2 separate regions of the Hordeum vulgare genome follow, and region 2 is linked to region 1. A link is a contact called in public Hi-C data. All regions are on one chromosome and are shown on one strand. Each heading gives the region's core, a stretch centred on a gene start, on an enhancer-like site or on the middle of the called end of the contact. The rest is flanking DNA. Distances are from core to core; before and after follow the strand shown.

What was found. Hi-C and Micro-C count contacts between places; a contact is called where the count stands out from the background.
Region 2: a contact with region 1 is called in a Hi-C map of seedling, with 4 times the contacts expected there. The contact joins the promoter of LOC123397685 here to the promoter of LOC123397678 in region 1. A contact is called at or near these places in 3 of 6 Hi-C or Micro-C datasets (leaf and seedling) and 1 of 1 datasets of contacts at active chromatin or transcription factors (embryo).

The regions. Positions count from the first base shown.
Region 1 is chr5H:435,449,137-435,456,717 of MorexV3_pseudomolecules_assembly, forward strand. LOC123397678 (E3 ubiquitin-protein ligase AIP2) reads right to left here and starts at 2,830. Exons shown (of 5, transcript XM_045092213.1): 1 at 2,463-2,830; 2 at 914-1,127; 3 at 22-263. The coding sequence starts at 2,621.
Region 2 is chr5H:435,624,931-435,632,511 of MorexV3_pseudomolecules_assembly, forward strand. It overlaps LOC123397685 (AT-rich interactive domain-containing protein 4), which reads left to right and starts at 4,273. Exons shown (of 16, transcript XM_045092221.1): 1 at 4,273-5,513; 2 at 5,621-5,856; 3 at 5,933-6,121; 4 at 6,579-6,632; 5 at 6,837-6,925; 6 at 7,007-7,262; 7 at 7,365-7,421. The coding sequence starts at 5,689.

The DNA of each region.
Region 1 (7,581 bases), core at 1,580-4,079:
ATTTGACTATCATGAACCTACCTGAAGTGATGCTTCCAAGGCACTCTCAAGATCCGCGTCCCCTGATAAGGTGTTTAAGAAGTTCATTATAGCAGGTGTCATCTCCTCAGGCCTCAACTCCGTTCTAGTGTTGTTCCCGTTTTGATCTCCAGAAGGTTCCGCTAAGATGTTCAATTCGCGTGTTAAATTCTGGGCGACAAGCCACGCTGGAGGAGGAGGTTCTTGTCCCACGGTAAGGTGGCCTTCAAAGAGGAATCTAGAGTCTGGGAAAGGCAACATCTTATTAGTATGTAGATATTTCAAAGGGTAAAGACTTCTGAGGACAGACACTTGATGTAACCGATAAACACACAAAAGGCTTATACGGCCAAAAGTCTCCTACGTTTATACATGGTTGCCATGATATATCACCTAATACCATCTATTAAACTATGGACATTGCAGTCTGAATTCTAATTGACGTCGCTGCCAGAGCACAACCAGACCAATCAATACAGGATTTACCAAAAGTCTCCTACGTTTATACATGGTTGCCATGATATATCACATAATACCATCTACTACTCCCTCCGTTCCTAAATATAAGACCTTTTAGAGATTGCACTATGTACTACATACGGATGTACATAGACTTATTTTAGAGTATAGATTCACTCATTTTGCTCCGTATGTAGTCTTCTAGTAAAATCTCTAAAAGGTCTTATATTTTAGAACGGAGGGAGTATTAAACTATGGACATTACAGTCTGAATTCTAATTGACATCGCTGCCAGAGCACAACCAGACCAATCAATACAGGATTTACCAACGCGAGATGTGCCGCGAGAATGTTGCCTTGTGGAATTTCATAAAATGTATTTATGCTAGGTATTGATGTGTTATTAAATTCAGAAGTTAAAATCTTGATTACATACCTGGTTGTCTGTTGGTTGGCATTGACTCCTCATTTTCTTTTTCATCAAGATGCTCCCGGGCCCTCAAAATGCAAGTCTTGAGGCGTTCCTTTTCAGCAGGATTAGTTAACAACTTCTCTGTTGCTACGAAGAGGTTCAGACCAGCGCGCCAGAATCCAGATGCTGTATATCTAGTCTGAAGGACGGTTGCAACACGGCAAACCGTAGAGTACATCTGCAAAAAGCAGTTCACATATATGAATGACAACAAAACAAGGCGGAAAAATAGGATGACAGGCATGAAAACTAGATTGTAGTGCGTAGCAACCCAAACAATTGATTAAGAAAATAATAACAACATTTCTCGCAGAGTCATGGGTTGTATAGTAGGCAAAAAAATGGTCCATGGGAACATTTCCAAGTAAAAGAGTGCTAGGTGAATTTGTACCAAGTACCAAGAAGATCAGTTCAGGAGATAATGGACATACTCTCCATGGCTAAATGCTCTCTATGGCAAATATCTCCGCTAACATTTGTTTTGAACACCCTGTCTTTTACTTCCATGCTGATGCCTTTGTGACATGTGGTGTGCACGATCATGAATGTTCATGGCCATATGTTTTTTTATGCTGACAAAGTGACAATACAGAGTGCATCCAACAATGGAAGTCAAAGGGCACAGCTATATTACTCGCTTCATCACATCCGTACATATAACCCTGTTCATTTGTATGGTATTTTAGTTCTTGCGATTTGGCGATTTTAACACAGAACCATGAACACAAGTTTTTTGTTCATATAGAACATGGGAAACAATTCCCTTAAATAGTTTATCCATATATTGACTACTCCCTCTGTTCCTAAATACAAGTCTTTTTAGAGATTTTAGTACAGACTACATAGGGATGCATATAGACATATTCTAGAGTGTAGATTCATCCATTTTGCTCCGTATGTAGTCCATAGTACAATCTCTAAAAAGACTTATATATAGGAACAGAGGGAGTAGTTTTCAACAGTTATAAGATATGTCATATTGGTTGGTTCCTTTGTTTTGAGCAAACAATAGTTAAAAATATTAGTCCAGAAACTAGTTAACACGATTTAGGTTTGTCACCTTAGCATATACAGTGTTTCCAAGGTCCACCTCGGATGGTGGACCGGGATTTCTGTAGAGAACCGATGCTGATGTTAATTTCAGCAGAAAAACAAGGTTAAGAATCGTAGTTTTGCCTAGATAGCACCAGCTGCAGAAGAGACTACTAACACTTTCTGCTGCTTGGGTAATTAAAAATACTCAAGAACTCTGAAACTGGAATAGCCATCATCTATCACCCGAAGCAGAGCATTCATTGATTGGGGCACCTTAACAAACGGAAGTCTAATTTGGACAGTTCTAACTGAACAAATGTAATTTCGATACTATGCACGATCCGATCCCGCACCAATCGAATTCTCCATCCCCAAATCCTCTCCTCCTAGATCCATACCAAGCAGCAACCTCTCCTTCTACGACCAATCTAGTAATCTCTCGTATGGATGGGGGAAGGTGAAGTGAGGTCGGCCTTACCGACTCGCGGAGGGCGGGAGAGGCGCCGTCGTAGCGGTCGCGGAGCGTGGCGGTGAGGTCGGCGACGGCCTCCTCGAAGTGCTGCTTCTTGCCCAGCTTCCTCCGCAGCGCCTCCAGGCGCTCCGCCACCGCCGCCTCGTCCCCCGCCGTGGCAGACATGGCGCTAGGATTCCGATTCGACTGGGGCTTCAGATTTCAAGGTTGCTTCCTGATCTGGGATCGGGTGGTCGATTTCTGCGTGTGTATGATGCGTGCGTCGCCGGAGGTATAAATGCCGACGGAGTCTGGTGGAGGGGCGCGCGTCTAGACTCTGGTGGTGTCTTGGAGGAGAGGAAAGGAATACCGCGGGGACGGGACGGTGGCTTAGCCAGGGAGGCGGGGCGGTGACGACGTCGTGCGTGGCGTGTGAATGGACGACGACGGCCGACGGCCAGAGGGGTTGGGCCCAGCCTCGCAGCTTACTCCGGGGCCGGCCCAGCCGTCGGATCGACATTCGACGGTAGAGGTAAGTACACGTAGAGGTTAGTGCCCGGACATTTTTATTTTAACTTTCTATTTATTTGTCCATGCAGTCATGTCCTTAAAAAGAAAATATCCGATCCCACGCCTGTGATCGACGGAGAAAGAAAAGAACTAATAAAGAAAATGAAAAGATGCTCTGTGGTGAGCCCAATTCTATATGACGGATGCAAGATCACCAATCGGACACGTTATGAGATAAGTATGAGGAGTGCCACACAGTCTAGGCATTTAACGAGGCTTTGAAGGGTTTCATTGGATCAACTTTTTTACTTGGCTCTTTTGTCCGGTCTGTGGTCATGTGTTCGTCCGGTCAATTTGATGAGTCCAATTGGAGATGTTCTAAGTATATAAGGTATTAGAAATAAAAAAAAGAGAACAGAAAGATGAATGAATGAAAGATTTTGTTAGATACAATAGCAAGATAGAATCAATCTAATACAGCCCTCTGAAGTAGTAGCTTATACAAATCAATTTTAATACAAGAACACCTCTCGGAGGAAGGAAGAAGAAGATAGGGGGCCGCCGCGGGTTTGTTCTGATCCTCTGGATGCCTCCAACCGAGGGAGGGTGTTCCCTTAAGTCAAGTGTGTAGCCGAGCTCACCCACTCAGGCCTGGCGAACCTTGGGTTGGCCTTGCAGGCACAGTTGGATCGTGCACGGTCGGACTTCTCGTGGGTTGTAGGTGGGGTCGTGTTGCCCGGGTCGCTAACATTTCCCCCTCCTTGGCTTGAGGCTTAACCCCAAGCCTCTGTAGCACGGAAGCAGTCTTGCAGGGCCGCCTTCTCCTTCCAAGTCGCACCAATGGTAGCATTTCCTGACCAACGTACGAGGACTTGTTCCACCATTTTGTTGTGCTTGTTGCGCCATCATGAGATGGGCCATTTCGTGAAGGATTCTTTTTCCAAATATGATGAATTGCATGTTTAATATTTTCCCCACAAACTGGTGCACAAAATTTGGCTCCATGCAAAGGATTTTCCTTTTTTGAGCCTTTTTCATTTTCTTTTATTTTCTTCAAAATGGGCTAAAATTGAAGTGTTGACATTCATAATGAGAGTTGTCAGCAAACCTTCGATCGCCTCACTGACATCTTCAATGAGCTACATGCTCTTGGGGCCAGAGACATCACTAACCATGAGGTGGTGAAGAAATTGTTGAGATCTCTTGATTCTTCATTTGATACATTGCTTCTGATGATTAAAGAACGAAGAGACTACAAGTTACTAGATCCTGCTGATATTCTTGAGAGACTCAATACCCATGAATTCCAACAAGTTGAGAAGAGAGACCTCTACGGACCAAGCTATGTGTCGGTGCACTAAAGACTGGGGTCCCTAGTGCTCCAGACTTGTGCACGAGCGTAAAGAGCCCCTGACAGTAGGGCGTGGCAGGATCCAGACAAGATGCACCCCCAAGAATACCAAGGCCCCGGCAAGCCAGCCTTGCCGGGAAGATAACCAAGGCCACGCCCATTTAGTGGGTGTGATGAGCTCACCAAGCAAAAGACCTCGGCAAGCCTCCCTTGCCGGGACGAAAAACGAACCCCCCTCGGCAAGCTTCCTTGCCGGGACGAAGACCCAAGGCCCCGACAAGCTCCCTTGGCGGGATGACGGGCTGGGCACTAGAGGGTAGCCGCCCTTGCCACAGTGCTACCGCCCCCAAGTTCTAGCGCATTCTGCATGCGCCAGCGCAGGGGTCCAGATGTCGAAACGCCTGGACACGTGTCTCCACCAGCACATTGCTAACAAGGGCAAGACGTGCATCTAATGCACCTGACAACGGTAGATGGATAAGCTGTTGGAAATATGCCCAAGAGGCAATAATAAATTAGTTATTATTATATTTCTTAGTTCATGATAATCGTTTATTATCCATGCTATAATTGTATTGATTGGAAACACAATACTTGTGTGGATACATAGACAAAACACTGTCCCTAGTAAGCCTCTAGTTGACTAGCTCGTTGATCAAAGATGGTCAAGGTTTCCTGGCCATAGGCAAGTGTTGTCACTTGATAACGGGATCACATCATTGGGAGAATCATGTGATGGACTAGACCCAAACTAATAGACGTAGCATGTTGATCGTGTCATTTTGTTGCTACTGTTTTCTGCGTGTCAAGTATTTGTTCCTATGACCATGAGATCATATAACTCACGGACACCGGAGGAATGCTTTGTGTGTATCAAACGTCGCAACGTAACTGGGTGACTATAAAGATGCTCTACAGGTATCTCCGAAGGTGTTCGTTGAGTTAGTATAGATCGAGACTGGGATTTGTCACTCCGTGTGACGGAGAGGTATCTCGGGGCCCACTCGGTAATACAACATCACACACAAGCCTTGCAAGCAATGTAACTTAATGTAAGTTGCGGGATCTTGTATTACGGAACGAGTAAAGAGACTTGCCGGTAAACGAGATTGAAATAGGTATGCGGATACTAACGATCGAATCTCGGGCAAGTAACATACCGAAGGACAAAGGGAATGACATACGGGATTATATGAATCCTTGGCACTGAGGTTCAAACGATAAGATCTTCGTAGAATATGTAGGATCCAATATGGGCATCCAGGTCCCGCTATTGGATATTGACCGAGGAGTCTCTCGGGTCATGTCTACATAGTTCTCGAACCCGCAGGGTCTGCACACTTAAGGTTCGACGTTGTTTTATGTGTATTTGAGTTATATGGTTGGTTACCGAATGTTGTTCGGAGTCTCGGATGAGATCACGGACGTCACGAGGGTTTCCGGAATGGTCCGGAAACGAAGATTGATATATAGGATGACCTCATTTGGTTACCGGAAGGTTTTCGTGCATTACCGGAAAAGTTTCGGGCTCATCGGTAGTGTACCGGGAGTGCCGGGAGGGGTGCCGGGGACCATCGGGAGGGGTGTCACGCCCCAAGGGGTCTCATGGGCTATGGGAAGAGATAAACCAGCCCCTAGTGGGCTGGAATAAGTTCCCACTAAGGCCCATAAGGTTTGAGAAGGAAAAAACACAAGGTGGAAAGAGTTTCCAAGTGGGAAGGTGGAATCCTACTCCAAGTAGGATTGGAGTAGGACTCCTCCACCTCCAATTTCGGCCAAACCTTTAGGTTTTGAGGCTGCCTCCTCCCCTCCCTCCCACCTATATATATGGAGGTTTTAGGGCTGATTTGAGACGACTTTTCCACGGCAGCCCGACCACATACCTCCATGGTTTTTCCTCTAGATCGCGTTTCTGCAGAGCTCGGGCGGAGCCCTGCTGAGACAAGGTCATCACCAACCTCCGGAGCCCCGTCACGCTGCCGGAGAACTCTTCTACCTCTCCGTCTCTCTTGCTGGATCAAGAAGGCCGAGATCATCGTCGAGCTGTACGTGTGCTGAACGCGGATGTGCCGTCCGTTCGGTACTAGATCGTGGGACTGATCGCGGGATTGTTCGCGGGGCAGATCGAGGGACGTGAGGACGTTCCACTACATCAACCGCGTTCACTAACGCTTCTGCTGTACGATCTACAAGGGTACGTAGATCACTCATCCCCTCTCGTAGATGGACATCACCATGATAGGTCTTCGTGCGCGTAGGAAAATTTTTGTTTCCCATGCGACGTTCCCCAACAGTGGCATCATGAGCTAGGTTCATGCGTAGATGTCTTCTCGAGTAGAACACAAAAGATTTTGTGGGCGGTGATGTGCGTTTTGCTGCCCTCCTTAGTCTTTTCTTGACTCCGCGGTATTGTTGGATTGAAGCGGCTTGGACCGACATTACTCGTACGCTTACGAGAGACTGGTTTCATCGCTACGAGTAACCCCGTTGCTCAAAGATGACTGGCAAGTGTCGGTTTCTCCAACTTTAGTTGAATCAGATTTGACCGAGGAGGTCCTTGGATGAGGTTAAATAGCAACTCATATATCTCCGTTGTGGTGTTTGCGTAAGTAAGATGCGATCCTACTAGATACCCATGGTCACCACGTAAAACATGCAACAACAAAATTAGAGGACGTCTAACTTTTTTTTGCAGGGTATGCTTGTGATGTGATATGGCCAACGATGTGATGTGATATATTGGATGTATGAGATGATCATGTTGTAATAGATAATATCGACTTGCACGTCGATGGTACGACAACCGGCAGGAGCCATAGGGTTGTCTTCATAACTAACGTTTGTGCTTGCAGATGCGTTTACTATTTTGCTAGGACGTAGCTTTAGTAGTAATAGCATGAGTAGCACGACAACCCCGATGGCGACACGTTGATGGAGATCATGATGATGGAGATCATGGTGTGACGCCGGTGACAAGAAGATCGTGCCGGTGCTTTGGTGATGGAGATCAAGAAGCACGTGATGATGGCCATATCATGTCACTTATAAATTGCATGTGATGTTAATCCTTTTATGCACCTTATTTTGCTTAGAATGACGGTAGCATTATGAGGTGATCTCTCACTAAAATTTCAAGACGAAATTGTGTTCTCCCCGACTGTGCACCGTTGCTACAGTTCGTCGTTTCGAGACACCACGTGATGATCGGGTGTGATAGACTCAACGTTCACATACAACGGGTGCAAAACAGTTGCGCACGCGGAACACTCGGGTTAAGCTTGACGA
Region 2 (7,581 bases), core at 3,023-5,522, 180 kb after region 1:
GGAGAGTGTCTCGGTCATGTCTGCATAGTTCTCGAACCCGCAAGGTCTGCACACTTAAGGTTTGGTGACGATTTGGTATTAATGAGTTATGTGTGGTAGTAACCGAAAGTTGTTCAGAGTCCTGGATGAGATCTGGACAGCACGAGGAGCTCCATAATGGTCCGGAGGTAAAGATTTATATATGGGAAGTCATATTTTGGCTACCGGAAAAGTTTTGGTTTTTTTTGATATTGTATCGAGAAGCTTCTAAAAGGTTCCGAAAAATTTGGGAGGAGTCCGGAAGTCCACCAAGGGTTGCACCATGTCCCAAAGGTTTGCATGGCCTGAGGGGAGACGTCGTGGCCTTATTGGGCTAAGCACACAAGTCCCTCAAGGCTCATGCAGCTCGGAAAGGTGGAAAGTCCACCTTTGTATGGAAGGGAAGGAAGGGGACTAGGATTCCACCTCCTTCCCTTTGGTTGCGCCCTAGGGCTTCGAGGGACTGTTCCCCACGCCCCTCCAGTATATATAGAGAGGAGGGGCGCCCGAAGAGGACACATGAAGCCCTTGATGCCCCTCTCTCTCCCTAGATCGATTTCTCCTCTAGTTTTTCCGATAGTGTTTAGGCGAAGCCTTGACGGGATAGCACCACCACTGCCGCCACCACGCCATCGTGTTGTCGGAGAACTCATCTACTACTCCGCCCTCGCTTGCTGGATCAAGGAGGCGGAGACGTCATCGAGCTGTACGTGTGCTGAACGCGGACGTGCCGTCCGTTCGGCGCTCGATCGGGAGTTTGTGGGACAGATCGTGATTGGATCGCGAAGACGTACCACTACATCAACCACGTTCTTTAACGCTTCTGCTTAGAGATCTACAAGGGTATGTAGATACAATCTATCCTCTCGTATATGGTCATCGCCATGGATAGATTTTGTGTGCGCGTAGGAATTTTTGTTGTTGCCCATGGGTCGTTCCCCATCACTAAGTCTACCCAAACTAGACACATCCATCTTCCTCCAATGGTGGTAAAACCAAAGCAATGGAGACCAAAGCTCTCATACTAATTATGGGATCTCGAAGATGCGTCTAGAGTGGGTATGAATTGCCTACTCGACAAAATAAAAACCTAAGCTTTTTCCCAATTTAATGGTTGTAAAGTTTTAGCAATTCTATCGAGTCTAGCACACCCTACCCATGCATGTCTATGAGTATAGAAGAAGAAGGTAAAGGCATGCAAGTGCAAGTAAGAAGTATAGATAGGAAGATGAAACACAATGAAGGCTCAGAGATTTTTGGCGTGGTTTGGAGGGTGGTGCTATCGTACGTCCATATTTATGGAGACTTCAATCCATGGAGGGTAACAACTACGCGAGTCCATGGAGTGTTCCAGCCACAAGGGGTCCACGAAGAAGCAACCTAATCCATCATGGCTTGCATCTACGAAGGACTAGCCTCACTCGGGGTAGATCTTCACGAAGTAGGCGATCTCCTTTCCCTTACAAACTTCTTGGTTCAACTCCACACGATTTTGAGGCTCTCAAGCAATACCTAACCAATATAGAAGACACCATGCTCCAAAAAGTAATAAATGTGGTATGGATGATGAACTCCTTGCTCTAGTTCTTCAAAAGATAGTTTCCTCAACACTAAATCACTCTCTCACACAATTTGGCTTGGTAGAAGAGATTGATTTGGGTGGAAAGCAACTTGGGGAGGCTAGAAATCAAGATTCATATGGTTGGTGTAGAAGATCTTGATCTCAACAAATGAGTAGATGGTTCTCTCTCAGAAAATGAATGGTGGATGTGTTTGCTTGTTCTGAGTGCTCTCTCTAAGAAATAGAGGGAGGTGGAGGGGCATATATAGCCATCTCCAAAAATCTAACCGTTACAACATTGTTTCCCAACTCGGTGGGACCGAAGTAAAAACTCGGTTGCACAAACTAGTGCAAAACGATCACTTTTTGGTTCTCGGTGAGACCGATATAAAGCACGTCGGTGAGACTGATTCAATTGATCTAGGTGAGACCGCTCAGCAAAACTCAGAATTTCCGATTTTATGCAAATGGGCAACAACAAGTTGGTCATTGCTTTTCAGCTATACCGAAGCGAATCTCGGTTGTAACGATTTGCTAGGGTTTTGGTTGGGTTCTTTATAAGGAAAACTCGATGTGGCCGATGTGGTAATTGTTGGTGGCACCGAATTTGATCTTGAGGGTTTTGGACAGAATGTTCTGTGGGAGAAATGTTGAGGTTTTTGGTGGCTAATCTCGAAGTACTTTAGCAACAAGATCATCATAGATACCTCATCCACTTTTAATAGTATTTTCTTTTCTATGGACTCAAATGTGATTTTTCACTTAAATATAAAATATAGAGTCTTGAAGCTTGAAGATTTTGTCAAACATGTTCCTTTCCTTCTTGTGGATCCTCCTCACAATTCCTAACCACTGCAATCTTTGGACTCAAGCTGATACAAACTAGGTAGAACTATTAGTCTAAGATATAATGTATGTTGTCATGAATTATCAAAACCATAAAGGGGAAGTATGTGCTTTCATATAGGTCCACAAAAGTCAGATATTCCGGCGTAGACAACCAAATTAGTGGCAAAACAAATGAACATTTGAGTGCTCTTACTCACATGGGATGTAGATGTATTTATCTCGAATTTATCAATGGTTCCCACACTTGATCCATGGCGTGTCAAGAACGACACACCTATCACTCAAAACTGATAAATCGTTGATGAAAATTCGACGTGTTGTCTTCTTTGTTCCTTTTAACTTCGGGGGTCGCCGACCAACCATATGTTTCTTTTCCATAGGTGTGAAGGAAACATGCTCGAAACGTAGTTAGTTGTCTAACCTCTATTGCCATTAACACCAAAACACTTATTAGGGGCGGAAGTCATTTCAGGAAGCCATGGCGCGGTGTGACGGGTGAACTCGACCACACGTTTCCTCAGAGCATGCACCTTGACGACATGGTGGTTGTGTTGATATCGCTCGAGGGAGATGCAACGACGAGATGTAGGACCTGTAAGGGAGATAGAATCACAGGGAAGAGGAGAGCTCGGGACCTCTTCGCACCGCAACTACAATAACCGTTGTGTCTAAGCTTTGTCGTTGTCGCCACCTCCTCCGGGAGCTGATACTGCTAATCTCGCTTGACTCTGCTGCCACTCCCAAACTTTTCCTCTCAGAGCTGCCGACCATCACTGCTCTTTGCCGCTGGAGGAGGGTGACTGGGTGAGGGTGAAGAACTAAGGGGAAAAGATGAGAAGTGCGGCTAAGTGTGAGAGGAAAAAGAAGAACAATTGAATGATGCATAATTTAACAATTTTGCATCGAAAAATAAATTGGGACCAGTGCTCGTTTTATTCCAATTGTGAATGTTTTACACAACCAAACAACAAAATTGACATTGAAACTAGATTTGTGGCCCAGTTCCTTTATCCGATTCTCCCAAAATCTTGAGAATCAATCCTCCATCCAGTTTTCCCCAAAATCTTGAGCCTATATGTTTTGACAATCCTAACTATTTACATCATAACTAGCTAGGATTTAAAAAAACATGGGTTCAAGATTTTGGGGGTATTTCGGGGAGGTCCAATTCTTAAGATTGTGGGAAAATCGGTCGAAAGAACTGGATGAACAATAATACGTGCAAACACTGCAACCAAGCCTTTCAATGTCTACATCCAAACAGTGTCTTAGGAAAGCTCACGTGTTAATAATTTCAGTATATCTACCAAGCACACTTCATATTCAAATTTGACTACGAATTAACAATCATACCCGCAAACCGCCATATAAATGCAAAAGAGAAACAAGAGAGTGTAATAGCGAGCGTGAATTCACGAAGTAATTTCGCCTTGGCTTTTTTGTTAGCAAGTTTAGTTATCCGAGGATGACAACTTTAGCTGTGAAGCATGTCAACTTTCTGTTTGGATGGTAAGTTTTAGTTTTTAACTTCTTTTTTTGACAATTTTAATTGTAAAAACGTCTGGCAGTTATTATTTGGGTTTTAAAAAAAGATGACACACAGAGCGACCAATATCCACATCATATTTCACCGCACAAAAGCATTTTCATTTTTTGAGGGAATTTGTCCAACGAAATTAAGATTCTTCTTAGAATATTTTTGTTGTAGTTGCAAACTTTGTGCAGGAAATAAGACGGCCGAAAACTCCAGAAGAGCACATGGGCTGCTAGTGGGCCCACCTCATGTATGTGGCTGTGGCAGGAGACAAAGCACAATCCTGCCCCAGGACCCACAGTCCATAGAGACAGAGAGCAGCACACGTGAGCGCTGGCAGGCACAATGCTCGCTCCATCGTCCGGGACGGACACTGGACGCGAAACGGATCAAACGGGTCCTCCCCTCCCCTCCCCTCCCCACACGAGCAAGCAACAACCCAAGCACACGGGCAGCAGCCCGAGGAGCCCAATCGTACGCTGCACCACGCCTCCAGGGGCAGATCCGATGGCGATCAACGACGCCATCAATACATACATACGTCCTCCACCCAGCCAGAAAACCAAGACCAAGGCCCAAACCAAAACAAAAAGCAGCAAGCATCCATCCGATCGGGCAACGCAAAAGAAAGAAAGAAAGAAAGAAATTCCCCAATCCCATTCCCCGAAATCCCGTCTAGTCTAGTCTAATCTTTTAAGTTTTCTGTTTTTCCTCCCCGTCGCCCCAGCAGTAATGAGGAGGACGAGGCAGCGGCCGCAGCGAAAACGAAAAGCGCCAAGGCCAAGGCCGAGAGAACAACAACATCAGCGCACCAGGCAGCAGCAGCAGCATCATCGACGGAGGAGGAAGCGCAGGATAGACAGATGCGCGAGCAAAGCACAAAATAATCCATCCATCCATCCATCCATACCAAAGGGATAGAGAAAGAAAGAAAGGAAAAAGTCCCCACTGCCCGAGCCGTCAAAATCCAATCTTTGACGGGGGACGGACGCCTCGCCCTCCCCATCCAGTACTGTTCTCCCCCTCCGGTTTGTTTTTTGTTTGCGGCTCCGCGATAATTATTATTCGCAGGCAGGCAGACCCCGGTTGGTGGTTTGCTGCTAATCGCTGCTGCCTAATCCGCGAATCTCCGCGTGATTCTCATCCCCGGTTTGGTCGGCTTCTATCTTTCTTTCTTTCTTTCTTTCTTTCTTGGATTCATTCGTTGGTTGGTTCGTTCATCGGGTCGGGGATGGGCGGGGGCTGCTGCTGGGTTGGGCTCGCGTCCAATTCCCCACCACAGCCAGCACAAGTACGCCTCTTTTTTATTGTTCCAGGAGTGGGATTTGCCTTTGCGCTGTGAGAGGAGCTATTTCCGCGATTCTCATTAGGGCTCTCTCCCTCCTCCGTCTTCGTCTTCGTCTTCGTCTTCTCCCCCACGCTTTACTCTTTCGCTATCCTCCCTTTGCGCGCCCCGAATCCAATCCTCCCCCCACCTCCGCCGCTCCCCGTCCGGATCCGGTTTCGCCCGTCCCGCCGGCCCCCGATTCGGCCGCCAAAATCCGCGTCCAGGTATGTTTCTCGCGCCGATTCGAGGGTTCCTGCCTCAGATTTGGTCGGATTTTTCGGGGGGATTTCTGGCCTGATGATCCCTCCCCCCTTGTGTTTCGCGGTTGCAGGGGTTCCATGAAGTGACGCCCTGCCGAGGTGAATTTCCGCGTCTTCCTCGCAGTTTTTGCCTGCGGCCATGTCGCAAATCCAGAGCTTGTCAAGGAGCTGCGTGCTGCTCGCGGTGCTCTGCGGCAAGCACGCCGATAAGCAGCAGCGCACCCCGCCGGGGAGGTCGGGGCCGGAGGCGAAGCGGCTGCGGCCGTCCTATCCGTTTCCTGAGCTCAGCTCAGCGGGGAGGCTGGAGGTCAGTTACCAGTGCCCTCACCTTGTTGTGCCTGGATTTTACTCGTTTGCTCATGGTAGAGGGCTTTTGGGTGCAGGTGCACACGCTGGTCAATCCAACGCCGGAGCAGTTCCTCGAGGCGCAGCGGGTCGTGCAACCCAACTTCTTCTACATCCAAGGCCAGCAGCTGGAAGACGAGGAGATTGGTTCGCTCGTCTGGGGGGACGCCGACATGTCTGACCCGCAGTCGTTTGTCTGTCTCATCAGCCCGCCGTTCCCCACCATTGTAAGCGCACAAATTTCTCTCAACTATCTATTCCTTGGCTGAGTGGTGGAGGCAAGTTCAAGTTGCAGTGCTATTGGCTGTTGATGGAATTGAGTTCCTAGTTGCATGATACCCGCTGACATGTTTTTGAGTCAGCATTCTAGTTCCATAGCTGCAATCAGCATGTTTGACTGCAGCTGCTGTATGAATCTGAAGAAACTTGTCCAAGTATGTCTGTTTATTTTGTCGCAATAAGACGGTTTGTCTAAGACTGCCAATACCAATAGGGTAGCTAATGTCTTCTCCATTTCATTGCATGATGTACATATTAGCTATTACGTTCTCACAGACAGATTTCCTCTCCATACAGCATTTTGGATTTTCTTTGCCTTGTGCTACTGGAGTCTGTATCAGATTCTATTGGTTCTTTTTGTCCGTGTGTGGGTGATGCTAACGCTGTGGCTTGGTTATAACACAGGTCTATCTGGAGGTTCCTATTGGTGAAAAACTTGCCCAAGCAGTTCACTCAAAGGTAGACACATTATTCTTTGCAACATTTTGCCCAAGCAACTAGAGTCCTATTGTCCATTTCTCAGAGTGTAGTTGGAAAGGTGGCTGCACACAGAAGTATCTAGTAATCTGTCTTAAGTTTCACAAAAGAAAATTACTCTATTTTAGTCATTATATAATATTGTAGTTTGCTACACAATCATTGATGCTGATTATTTCATTTCAGGGTATTCCATACGTAATATACTGGAGAAATTCATTTTCATCTTATGCGGCATCCCATTTTCGCAATGCATTGTTTTCGGTAGTTCAAAGGTACCATCACCCCCTTTTCACCTTTCATTAGCATCATCATATATCAATGACATGTAACACTCTGGTTATGCTTGGATGTAGTTCGGTGAGCCATACTTGGGATTCCTTTCAGCTTGCTCATGCATCGTTTCGACTATACTGTGTAAGAAACAATCATGTTCAAAGTGTTAAGCTCGGGCCTCGACTACTTGGGGATGCTCCAAAGGTCAATGTCGTCATTCCCGAGAATGAAATGGCTGAGGAAGAAGGTTCTTCTTCTGAAGTGTCCCCAGCCATAAAGATATATGATGATGACATCAACATGAAATTTCTTCTTTGTGGAGTACCAAGCGCGCTGGTAAGCTTTGATATATTATATGAATTATCCACATCTCTTGCATCTTATATTGTTTGTTACTCAATTCAACTGCCTCCTAATGTCTTCTCTTTTTTTGTGCAGGACTCTTGTTTGCTGGGCTCATTAGAAGATGGTCTGAATGCTCTTCTAAATATCGAAGTATGGATTAAAGCATTGTAGTTCAACAATACTTCTTGTGCTCCATGTCCTTCTATGTCTGGTCTCGAATGAACATGATTTCTCAGTCATGGAACAAATGTTAAACTGTTTGCTAAAGGGAAAAAAATGTGGTATAATGATTCTAACAACAACCTTCATT